Regions from separate parts of the Mus musculus genome. Here regions 2 and 3 are each linked to region 1. A link is a contact called in public HiChIP or PLAC-seq data. All regions are on one chromosome and are shown on one strand. Each heading gives the region's core, a stretch centred on a gene start, on an enhancer-like site or on the middle of the called end of the contact. The rest is flanking DNA. Distances are from core to core; before and after follow the strand shown. Region 1 holds the start of Chaserr (CHD2 adjacent suppressive regulatory RNA). Region 2 has its middle 8.1 kb from the start of Gm26176. Region 3 overlaps Chd2 (chromodomain helicase DNA binding protein 2).

The links. HiChIP or PLAC-seq counts read pairs in DNA pulled down with a chosen protein or histone mark.
Region 2: a contact with region 1 is called in an H3K4me3 HiChIP or PLAC-seq map of embryonic basal ganglia, with 2.0 times the contacts expected there. The contact joins the enhancer-like site here to the promoter of Chaserr in region 1. A contact is called at or near these places in 4 of 39 promoter capture datasets (embryonic stem cells, hematopoietic stem and progenitor cells, neural stem cells and 1 more), 3 of 15 datasets of contacts at CTCF or cohesin (CD8 T cells, the NIH/3T3 cell line and embryonic stem cells), 37 of 484 Hi-C or Micro-C datasets (CD4 T cells, CD8 T cells, the CH12 cell line and 23 more), 38 of 115 datasets of contacts at active chromatin or transcription factors (CD8 T cells, DN3 thymocytes, the HPC-7 cell line and 24 more) and 6 of 9 other capture datasets (adipose tissue, embryonic stem cells, embryonic tail and 3 more).
Region 3: an H3K27ac HiChIP or PLAC-seq map of embryonic stem cells shows a contact between it and region 1, with 7 read pairs. The contact joins the enhancer-like site here to the promoter of Chaserr in region 1. A contact is called at or near these places in 2 of 484 Hi-C or Micro-C datasets (CD4 T cells and nephron progenitors), 3 of 115 datasets of contacts at active chromatin or transcription factors (the SCID.adh cell line and embryonic stem cells) and 3 of 9 other capture datasets (adipose tissue, liver and pancreatic islet).

The regions. Positions count from the first base shown.
Region 1 is chr7:73,556,689-73,559,730 of GRCm38.p6, reverse strand. Chaserr (CHD2 adjacent suppressive regulatory RNA) reads left to right here and starts at 1,336. Exons shown (of 5, transcript NR_037569.1): 1 at 1,336-1,692. RefSeq lists a cis regulatory region at 765-1,854.
Region 2 is chr7:73,636,542-73,639,516 of GRCm38.p6, reverse strand. No RefSeq gene overlaps it. Among named protein-coding and RNA genes, the nearest start is that of Gm26176, 8.1 kb to the left of the region's middle. Within about 2 kb of position 1,561, at least 48 of the 459 cell types and tissues checked have an H3K27ac peak or open chromatin away from gene starts, as enhancers often do. A contact at or near this core is called in embryonic basal ganglia, embryonic cerebral cortex, lateral ganglionic eminence and 2 more, where this site is marked.
Region 3 is chr7:73,478,743-73,481,589 of GRCm38.p6, reverse strand. It overlaps Chd2 (chromodomain helicase DNA binding protein 2), which reads left to right. Exons shown (of 39, transcript NM_001081345.2): 18 at 467-629; 19 at 1,037-1,189. Among named protein-coding and RNA genes, the nearest start is that of Chd2, 62 kb to the left of the region's middle. Within about 2 kb of position 1,594, at least 31 of the 459 cell types and tissues checked have an H3K27ac peak or open chromatin away from gene starts, as enhancers often do.

The DNA of each region.
Region 1 (3,042 bases), core at 87-2,586:
AATGTGGACAGACAGACAGACACATACACACGCTCAAATTAACGTTAAAAAACATCAGGACAGCCAACACTATGTTAAAGAGACCTGATTCCACACCCCTCCAAAAGGGAACTAGAACGACTTTTGTGGTCCATGATCAAGTAATGTGATTTTTAACCCAGGAGCAAACTAAGTTTCAAGAGAATTTTAGAACTGTTCCTCTCATCTCAACAAGCAAGCCCCTTCTTAAAAGTGTTTTTCCCTCATGGAAACTAATAGCATATTTTCTTTTCCCCTAGCCCCTTGCCAAAAGAAACATTTCCACATTCCGCTTCTGTGCGAGAACAACTTCCTTAGATACTTGAGGACAGACGGTTCAGAGATTCATTTGTATTCTGCCTAAACTTGTTTCCAGGCAGAAGTGGGAAGAAGAAATGTAAAAGAGTGGAGTTTTTGAGAGGAAATGAAGCTTGTACTGTGTAATTCTCTGGGGGAAAGCTGGATAGACATGTTTAAACTACCACTTCAACAACGCTGCCCTAAAATGTGGGATCCAGCTAATCAGAATTAAGAGGCTGGTTTGTTAGGCCCTCAGGACTACTGGGCATGCTACTAGATTACCTCAAATAAGTGGTATATCAAGTCAGATATTAGGTTAGCGAATGTGCTGGTCATAACCTGCCTGTGGTCTGGTTCCTTAGGGGCAAAAAATCCTGAGGCTATGGCGCTTGCCCAAGAAGGAAGGTTCTGCAGTTTTTGCTTATCTTGTCAATCATGTCGTTTTCGCTCTATCACTTCCTCTTCCTTTGTGGACGAAAAAAATCTCAAGTCAGAAACAGGAAAGGTTAGCTTTTAATGGCTCGTCCGTACACAAACTACCTTCGAGGGTCCGCACTGCGGAGCAGAAAGTTACGTCTCTCCCCGCAAACCCAGAGTTTCACTATCTGCCAATCGCAGGTCAGGACTTCTCTCCTGAAACGCCCACGGGCTATGATTGGCATTAAATAAGCCCTATTGGTGCTGAGAACATGGAAGCGGTGGGTTCAGAACTGACCAATAGTATGCAGTTGGGGCGGGAGGAAGGTACGAACGAAGTGCGTGATGCCGCTCCGGGAAGCGAGGGCAGGAAGCTAGCCCAGCCAATGGCCGCCGCGGGCGGGTGTCGGCGCGCGTGCGCACTGGGGGTCCCGGAGCTGCAGGCGGGAGGTTGGGGGAGGGGAGCGAGCTGGAGCGCCGCGGAGCTCTAGCCGCCGCCGCAGCTCCCGCCGCAGCGAAGAGGCCATGTTGTGTGGTGTGTGGGGCGGGGGGAGGAGGAGGAGGGAGGAAAGCCGAGCGAGGAGACGGGAGAGACACCACACACGGCACAAGATGGCCGGAGAGGCAGCAGCAAGCCCAGCTGTCAGGCGGTCTGCCGCGGCCCGTGGGCTCGCCGCTGCGCTGGGAGCGCTACCCCGGCGTCCTGGAGGGCTCTGGGAGAGCGGGGAGGCCGCGGCTGGGGCGAGGCGGCCGCGCGCGATGTGGGAGCTCGCGGCCGGAGCGCCCGGGGAGGCCGGGCCCACGACGCCCGTGGCTCCGCTGCGGCAGCGGCGGTGCTGGTGTCGCGCGCGGCCGGGAGGCGGCTTCGCGCCGCGGGCGGGAGGCTGCGGCGGGCGACCCGTCCTGGACACGCGAGGAAGAGCGAGCCGATGGCGGCAGGGGCCGCGCTTCGACCCGGTGAGTAGCTCCCCTGCTCCCTTTATTGTCCTTTGTCCTTGGGAGGAAAAGCACGACGTCCTTGAGCGCGGGCGGGAGGGGCGGCGGGTGGCTGCCGGCTGGCTCTGCACACGCAGCCCCGGGCACTGCCGCGGAGGGCCGATGCCACGGGAGCACGGGGTCGGGCCACCGCGTTCCCGCTGCATACCCAGCCGGGCGCCGCGCTGCGGTCCGAGCCAGCGGGGAGAGGGCGGCGGCCGCGCCGTGGAACCCCTGCTTGCTCTGGTGAGTTACTTCGATACTTAGCGAGAAATAACAACAATCCTCCGTTGATGGGCTTTTAAAAATCTTTTCCAGTGAGGTGGGAACCCATCTTTGGGGTCGGATCTAAAAGAACAATGGAACCTCTCACTTCGCTTAAACCAAAATAAAACTTGTCTTTTTCCCCCCTTCTCCCTGTTGGGTGTTGGCTTTTAACTCTTTCTAAGCTGCTTTTGAGAACGGCTGTTAGTGTTCTAGATGCAAAGGTACCTTTCAGCTTGTTAAACGTCCGTGACGTTTGTTGTCTTTTAGAAAAGGCAAGTTACAGGAGTGCATCTAGTATTTCAAAAATGACGACGGCAACAAGGCAGTTTAAAGGAAGTAGATTTGATAATTATGGTGCAAGATGATGGCGTTTGATGAATACAGCTTATTTTTACCGAGAACTTTCGTTAAGACCATTTGACATCCTGATACTTGAACATAACCGTACTGTTTGATACTTTTTTAAATGAGTAGGTAAAGCCGTTATCAGCAACTTCTCACTTGAATGTTAAATCTAACTTGAGGCGGTTCCGACCCTTTACAAGTTAAAATTCATCTTGTTTAAAAGAGAGTGTATACTATTAGAAACCTTGGCCGTAAAAGTTAAGAAATATTCTAAAAGCAGAGCTCTTTAAGTTACTTAGTGTAAATCCTGAAGTAAGACTGCCATTGATGGGCGATGAAGAGGGGCCATATTTGTTGCATTTGTTGCACGTATAAAAGTCGAGGTGTGCTTAGAAACGGAACAGTATGGAAACAACAGTTTTAAAAAATTTGTTTCTGCATACTCATTTAAAAATTATTTGAGGTAATTTAGGATCAGTCGTTGGAAGACTAGGAGTGTTCAGACCTTTGTGTATTTTTGAATATATTTGTCTTCATTCTGCGGAGCTCTTGTGCTGTAAAGGTGAATAACTGCGTAAAGACAGTGTTGGGGAGACTTACGTAGCTCATCTAAAATCAAAGGTGCGGGTTGATTGGACCTTATTTCATCGGGTATTTACAGTAGAAAACAATTGGAATACCTTTTATGGGGTAGACATAGTCTATCAGTTGCCCATACCT
Region 2 (2,975 bases), core at 312-2,811, 80 kb before region 1:
AAACTCCACCCTGTGTTCCTAAATCGGTGTGTGACATTTTGTTATGCCGTGAGACCCTGAGTATTCTTGAAAAACATCCAAGGCATACGCCCAGGGCTCAGGTCCATCTGTGAGCACAGAGAGATAATGCCTTTTTCCTATCTGGAGGGCACTGGAAGTGGTGGATAGATTGTTGAAAACTGCTCAGGTCTCTTTGGAGCTTTTTCTAGAAGCAGAGAAAGAAGGCAGTAACGGGCAATCTTCACAGCATTTGGAGAAACTGAAATATGTACGTTCCCCCGTGGGACAAAGCGCATCAAGGAGATTGCAGCCTTTAAACCATGCAGAATTCTCACGTACTCTGCTCCTGATAATGCAGATCAGTACAGAATCTGTGGAAAGCAAGTTAGAATTACAAATCTACACAAATCAGCCCAGAAATTCTACATCTTGAAGCCTACATATTACACAGATAGTTCACTCACATACCAAAAAAAAAAAAAAAGTTTTAATTATTTCTTTTTTTGTTGTTTGTTTTTGTTTTTGTTTTTGTTTTTGAGACAGGGTTTCTCTGTATAGCCCTGGCTCTCCTGGAACTCACTCTGTAGACCAGGCTGGCCTCAAACTCAGAGATCCACCTGCCTCTGCCTCCTGAGTGCTGGGATTAAAGGCGTGCACCACCACACCTGACAAAGATATTTATGAGCTGTCTTCAGTTGCACCAGAAGAGGATGTCAGATCTCATTACGGATGGTTGTGAGCCACCACGTGGCTGCTGGGATTTGAACTCAGGACCTTTGGAAGAGCAGTCGGTGCTCTTAACCACTGAGCCATCTCTCCAGCCCTTTTTAATTATTTCTACATAGTTGGGTGCAGTGAACACTTTTAATCCCAGCATTCAGAAGAGAGAGGCAGGCAGATCTCTGAATTCACAGCTAGCTTGATCTACAGAGCTAGTTCCAGGATAACCAGGGCTATACAGAGAAAGCCTGTCTAAATATATATTTTTCACATATAAAGATATACATATATATGTATTTGTATATGTGTGTATACACATACACATATATAAATACACACACATATATACATATTTCCATGTGTGTGCATGAATGTGAATGTTATGTGTGTGCCGATGCCCCAGGAGGCCAGAAGAGGGTGTTGGATTCCTTAGAACTGAATTTACAAGTGGTTATAAGCTCTCCAACCCAGGTACTGAGAACTGAATTTAGCTCTTCAGGAAGAGCAGGTATGCACTCTCTGCTACTGAATCAGCCATCTCTCCAGCCCCTTAACAAATTTTTAAAGAGAAAGAACCTACCCTGCTCCACCCCCAAAAAATGACTTTTGAAGGAAGCGCTGTTTGAGGACCTTTAGGTTCTGACCAAATGGGCCTTTAATGAGACAGATTCTTCAGTGAGTTGACAAAGGCTGGGAAGTGGGGGGGGGGGGGGGGGCTCTGAAATGCCTGAGGGGAGGGGAGGGTGCAAGGACATGTCTCTTCACACTCACTTAGGCAGTTCCCATTGCCCTTCCTCATTGTGCTCCTGAGGCCCATTCAAAGCTAACACTCATCCACCAATGACATTTGGTACATGGGTAACCGTGGGCAACCAGCTTCACTCTCGGTTGTCTTAGCAACAGTGATGTTCTTCAGTGGGGTTTCCGCTGTGAAGTAATCATCCTTCTTTGAGGTGGACTCCTCTACATCAACGCAGTTTTTTTTACATCAATGACATTTATGAATAAGCCTCAATTAGATGCAATTACAACTGAACTGTTAAGTGAGGCTGTGAATTGAGTCAGATTTGCATATCCTTCCATCAAACCTGGCAAGCCCATGAATTGTGTGCCTGGTGCCATTCAAGGAAAGGGTGCCATTTGCTCTTGAAAACCACCTGCCATGCTCCAATTAAAGACGGGCAGCCTCTCCTCCTTATCCTTACCTCCTCTTCAAAGACAAATAGGAGTAGACGCCACAGCTTCCCCTTCTAGCTCAATAGAAAAGAAAAAGTAGCCCAATATAGATAGCCTCACATTCACCTGGAAAAAAACACAAGTTTGCATGGCGTAGAGTCGCTCTGCTGGACAAAAGACAGGGATTCAGAATCACCTCTCATAGATCCTCCTGCCCGGGGCCAGTTATGAAATATTTAAGTTGTTTGAAAGATGACACTGAGTTTCATGTTACCCACATAGCTGGTGAAAAGAATAGACTTCCTGTGTCTGTCAAAGGTCAGTGAAAAGTGACTCAGTCTTGGAAGCCCAGGACTGGCTACTGAAAGACAAGCTCCCTAATGGCTCTCATGACCCCTGAACTCCTGAATTTCATGGCTCTATCTGGCCCACCCACACTCAAACACATTATGATCTCCCCTGCCTTCATAGAATCCCATTGCATGGGCTCTCTTAGAGGTTGTAGTGGTTTGTATATGCTCGGCCCAGGGAGTGGCACTATTAGGAGGTGTGGCCTTGTTGGAGTAGGTGTGCCACTGTGGGTGTGGGCTATAAGACCTTCATCCTAGCTACCTGGAAGGGAGTAGTCTGCCAGCAACCTTCAGAGGAAGATGTAGAACTCTCAGCTCTTCCTGTACCAGTCTGCCTGGATCCGGCCATGTTCCTGCCTTGATGATAATGGACTGAACCTCTGAACCTGTAAGCCAGCCCCAATTAAATGTAGTCCTTTTCACAGTTGCCTTGGTCCTGGTGTCTGTTCACAGCAGTAAAACCCTTGCTAAGACACAGTTCAGGCCACCCTTGTCCTGCTATGGAAATACAACCTGGAAGAAAGCAAAGGGGAGAAGCCTTAGCTGTTGCTCTGACCTGGGGCACACTCTTGGAACATCCAAGTAGGTGACTTATGCTCTTCTGAGCCCTCTGGCTTGTGCTGGGGATGGGCAGGGAAGATGGAGGGAGATGTGCTGTGATGGAGGGAGATGCCCTGTGCTTAGATCACTGCTTCTGTATGCCCAAGTCCCATCAATCCGCTTCTGGCC
Region 3 (2,847 bases), core at 345-2,844, 78 kb after region 1:
CCCTTTGACAGAATCTCACTGTATAGTCTCTCCCTTGGCTTGTCCTTAATACTCCTCTAGACTCAGCCTCCTGAGTGCTGGGATAAAGGACAGAATCATGGTTGTGCTCCATGCAGGCACCCTTACCTGGGATACTGACTATTCCATTTGAATGTGGATAGGTAGTGTATTTAGCCCGTTCTCTGCTCACTTGGGCTTTCTCAAAGGATTTTTTAAACACACACACACACACACACACACACACACACACGAGTGTGTCTTTAGCCTTCTAGAATTGTCTTTTAGATTTCCTGTGATCAGTGAGGTTGACGTACTTGGTTCAATCATTGACCTTTTTACGCCTGCCTGCAGATGTGAAGGATCATGTTTAGGTTACAGGAGACAGAAAGTAAAAATCTGTCTTTTCACTTTGCTTTCCTACAGCGCCGTAAGCCCTGCTTACTTGAATGAATGTTTCCCATTGCAGATGGATCCTGACCAGGAATTACAAGGCTCTTGCCAAAGGGACCAGAGGCAGCACATCTGGCTTCCTTAATATCGTGATGGAGCTGAAAAAGTGCTGCAACCACTGTTATCTGATCAAAGCTCCCGAGGACAGCGAGAGGGAGAGCGGCCAGGAGGTCCTTCAGGTGAGCACCTCCTCTTGCTCGCACTCGCCCTCTGGAGTGAGTCAGGGCTGTTTTAGAGTTTTATTTGAAGTATAAGTATTCCTTCTCTTCCTTGATTATCCTTCAAGGAGTATCAAAGGAAGCTTTCAAAAACACAAGGAAAGCCAGACGTCAGTAGTGGCGTGGAATTGAGAGAGCCCTTGGATATGACAGGGGTGTTTGGATATGTGCTGGAGGCAGAAGCGACTTAAGTTTGAGAACAGCTTGTTCAAGGCTCACATGAGCTACATAGTGAGACCTTGTCTCCAAAGGAGCAAGCATGATGAGGAAACTCAGTAACAATGCTGGAAGTACATAGTAGCGTGGGTGCCGCGTTTAAAGAGCACTGTGTTTGAACATAACGAGTGAGATGTCTTCTGAATCTTCAGTCTCTAATTAGGAGCAGTGGGAAGCTGATCCTGTTAGACAAACTGTTGACAAGACTCCGAGAAAGGGGAAACAGAGTCCTTATCTTCTCTCAGATGGTGAGGATGTTGGATATCCTGGCCGAGTACCTGACTATCAAACACTATCCTTTCCAGGTAAGATGGCTCAGTGACTCTCTTCCCCCCAGAGTCTAACATTAAAGCTGCAGGCAGACCTGCTTTTCTTCTTGCCTTTAGATTACTCTGATGATAATGACCATGTGAAGGTCATACGTTTTAAAAAAACACTTTGTTGTTGTTGTTTGTGTTTTGTTTTTTTGAGACAGGATTTCACTGTGCAGCCATGGCTGTCCTGGAATTTACTATGTAGGCCAGGTGGCCTTGAACTCACATACTTGCCTTTGCCTTCCAAGTTCTGGGATTAAAGGCATGTGCCACTCTGCCTGGCAACACTTTATTATTAGAGAGAATAAGTGGATGAGGCCACATGGACAGGCGTGTGTACCATGGTTCCCGAATGGAGATGAGACGATAACTATGAGGACTTGATTTCTCTCTTTCCACTGTGAGATCTGAGCTTTAGCTCAGGTCCAGAGGCTTTTTACCTGCTAACCCTACGATCAGTAGCACTAAGGACAATGTAGAAGGAAAGATTAGCAACAAGAAAACTTGGCATGAGAAAAGTACCTGTGCTACCTGTCTTTATCTATTGTCAAAGTAGGTCGGAGGAAGTGTGAGTCTGAAATAGAGTCTCAGATTCTAAGAAGAAAAGAGGCAGCTTTGTTGTTTTATCTTAACCCTGTAGGGTGTGGCTTTGGTTTGAGGCTGGGAGCCAAGCAGGAGGAGTTCTTGAAACAAGTGGTAGTGACTTCTCAGCAGAGGTGACTTGATGCTTCTGTACAGTGGACTTTTATAGGCGGGATTTCTTCCTTCAGATGCTGTTGTGAGCCTGCCTTTGCAAATGCCTTTGGTTCCAGTCTCTGTGCAGATTTATTATAAGGTCAATAGCTCCCACGTGTGTACCTGTTATGGTTTAAGGGGCTGTGCCTCTCATGGCCTTGCAGGGATATAGGTCTTTGCAGACTCTGCCTGAGTCATCTTGACCTTTTGTAAAATCAAGGTTTCATCTTAAGGATGATTTTTAAGGGATGAAATGTGAAAGTAGTTCTACATGCTGAGACATGCCTTTTAATTACACAGTTCAGTATTTGCTTTGTGTATATATTTGGTAATTGCCCTGTACCTCAAAGTAATAAACTAACTAATAAAATAAATAACTAATAAAAAATTATATGCTTGAGTCAGTGCCTGAGACTTGAGTTGATGATACAGTTTTACTATTTGAATAGTTTATAGTGATTTTAGATGTAAATTTTAGAAAAATCTCCATATATGGTCAATTAATTTTGAACGTTTTCAGTAGTTTCCAAATGTGCTGTAGTTTGGTTTCTATAGCATTTAATGTTAAAAAGCTATGATGCCTAAGATGTATTGTTTTTCAGTAGGAGCCACTTACTAAGTGACTAGAGTTACTGTCTCCTCAGCACACGGGCTGGGTTTTCATCTCTTTCCTTGTGGGTTTTGGTAGACATTGTGATCCTTGGGTCAGCCTTTGAATTAGGAACTTGTGACCTTGCGTCTGTAACTGGAGAGCTGAGGTCGCAGCAGCCATGCTGTTTACACATACCTTCAGAGCCCTTTGCCAGCCATTCCCAGTTATTTTTACTCAGTGAAGTCTGGGAGGTGAAGGTTGCAAGCTTGGTGTTCTATTCTGAGTGTGGCCGATCTTCCTCACTCAAGACTTTTCTTGTGGT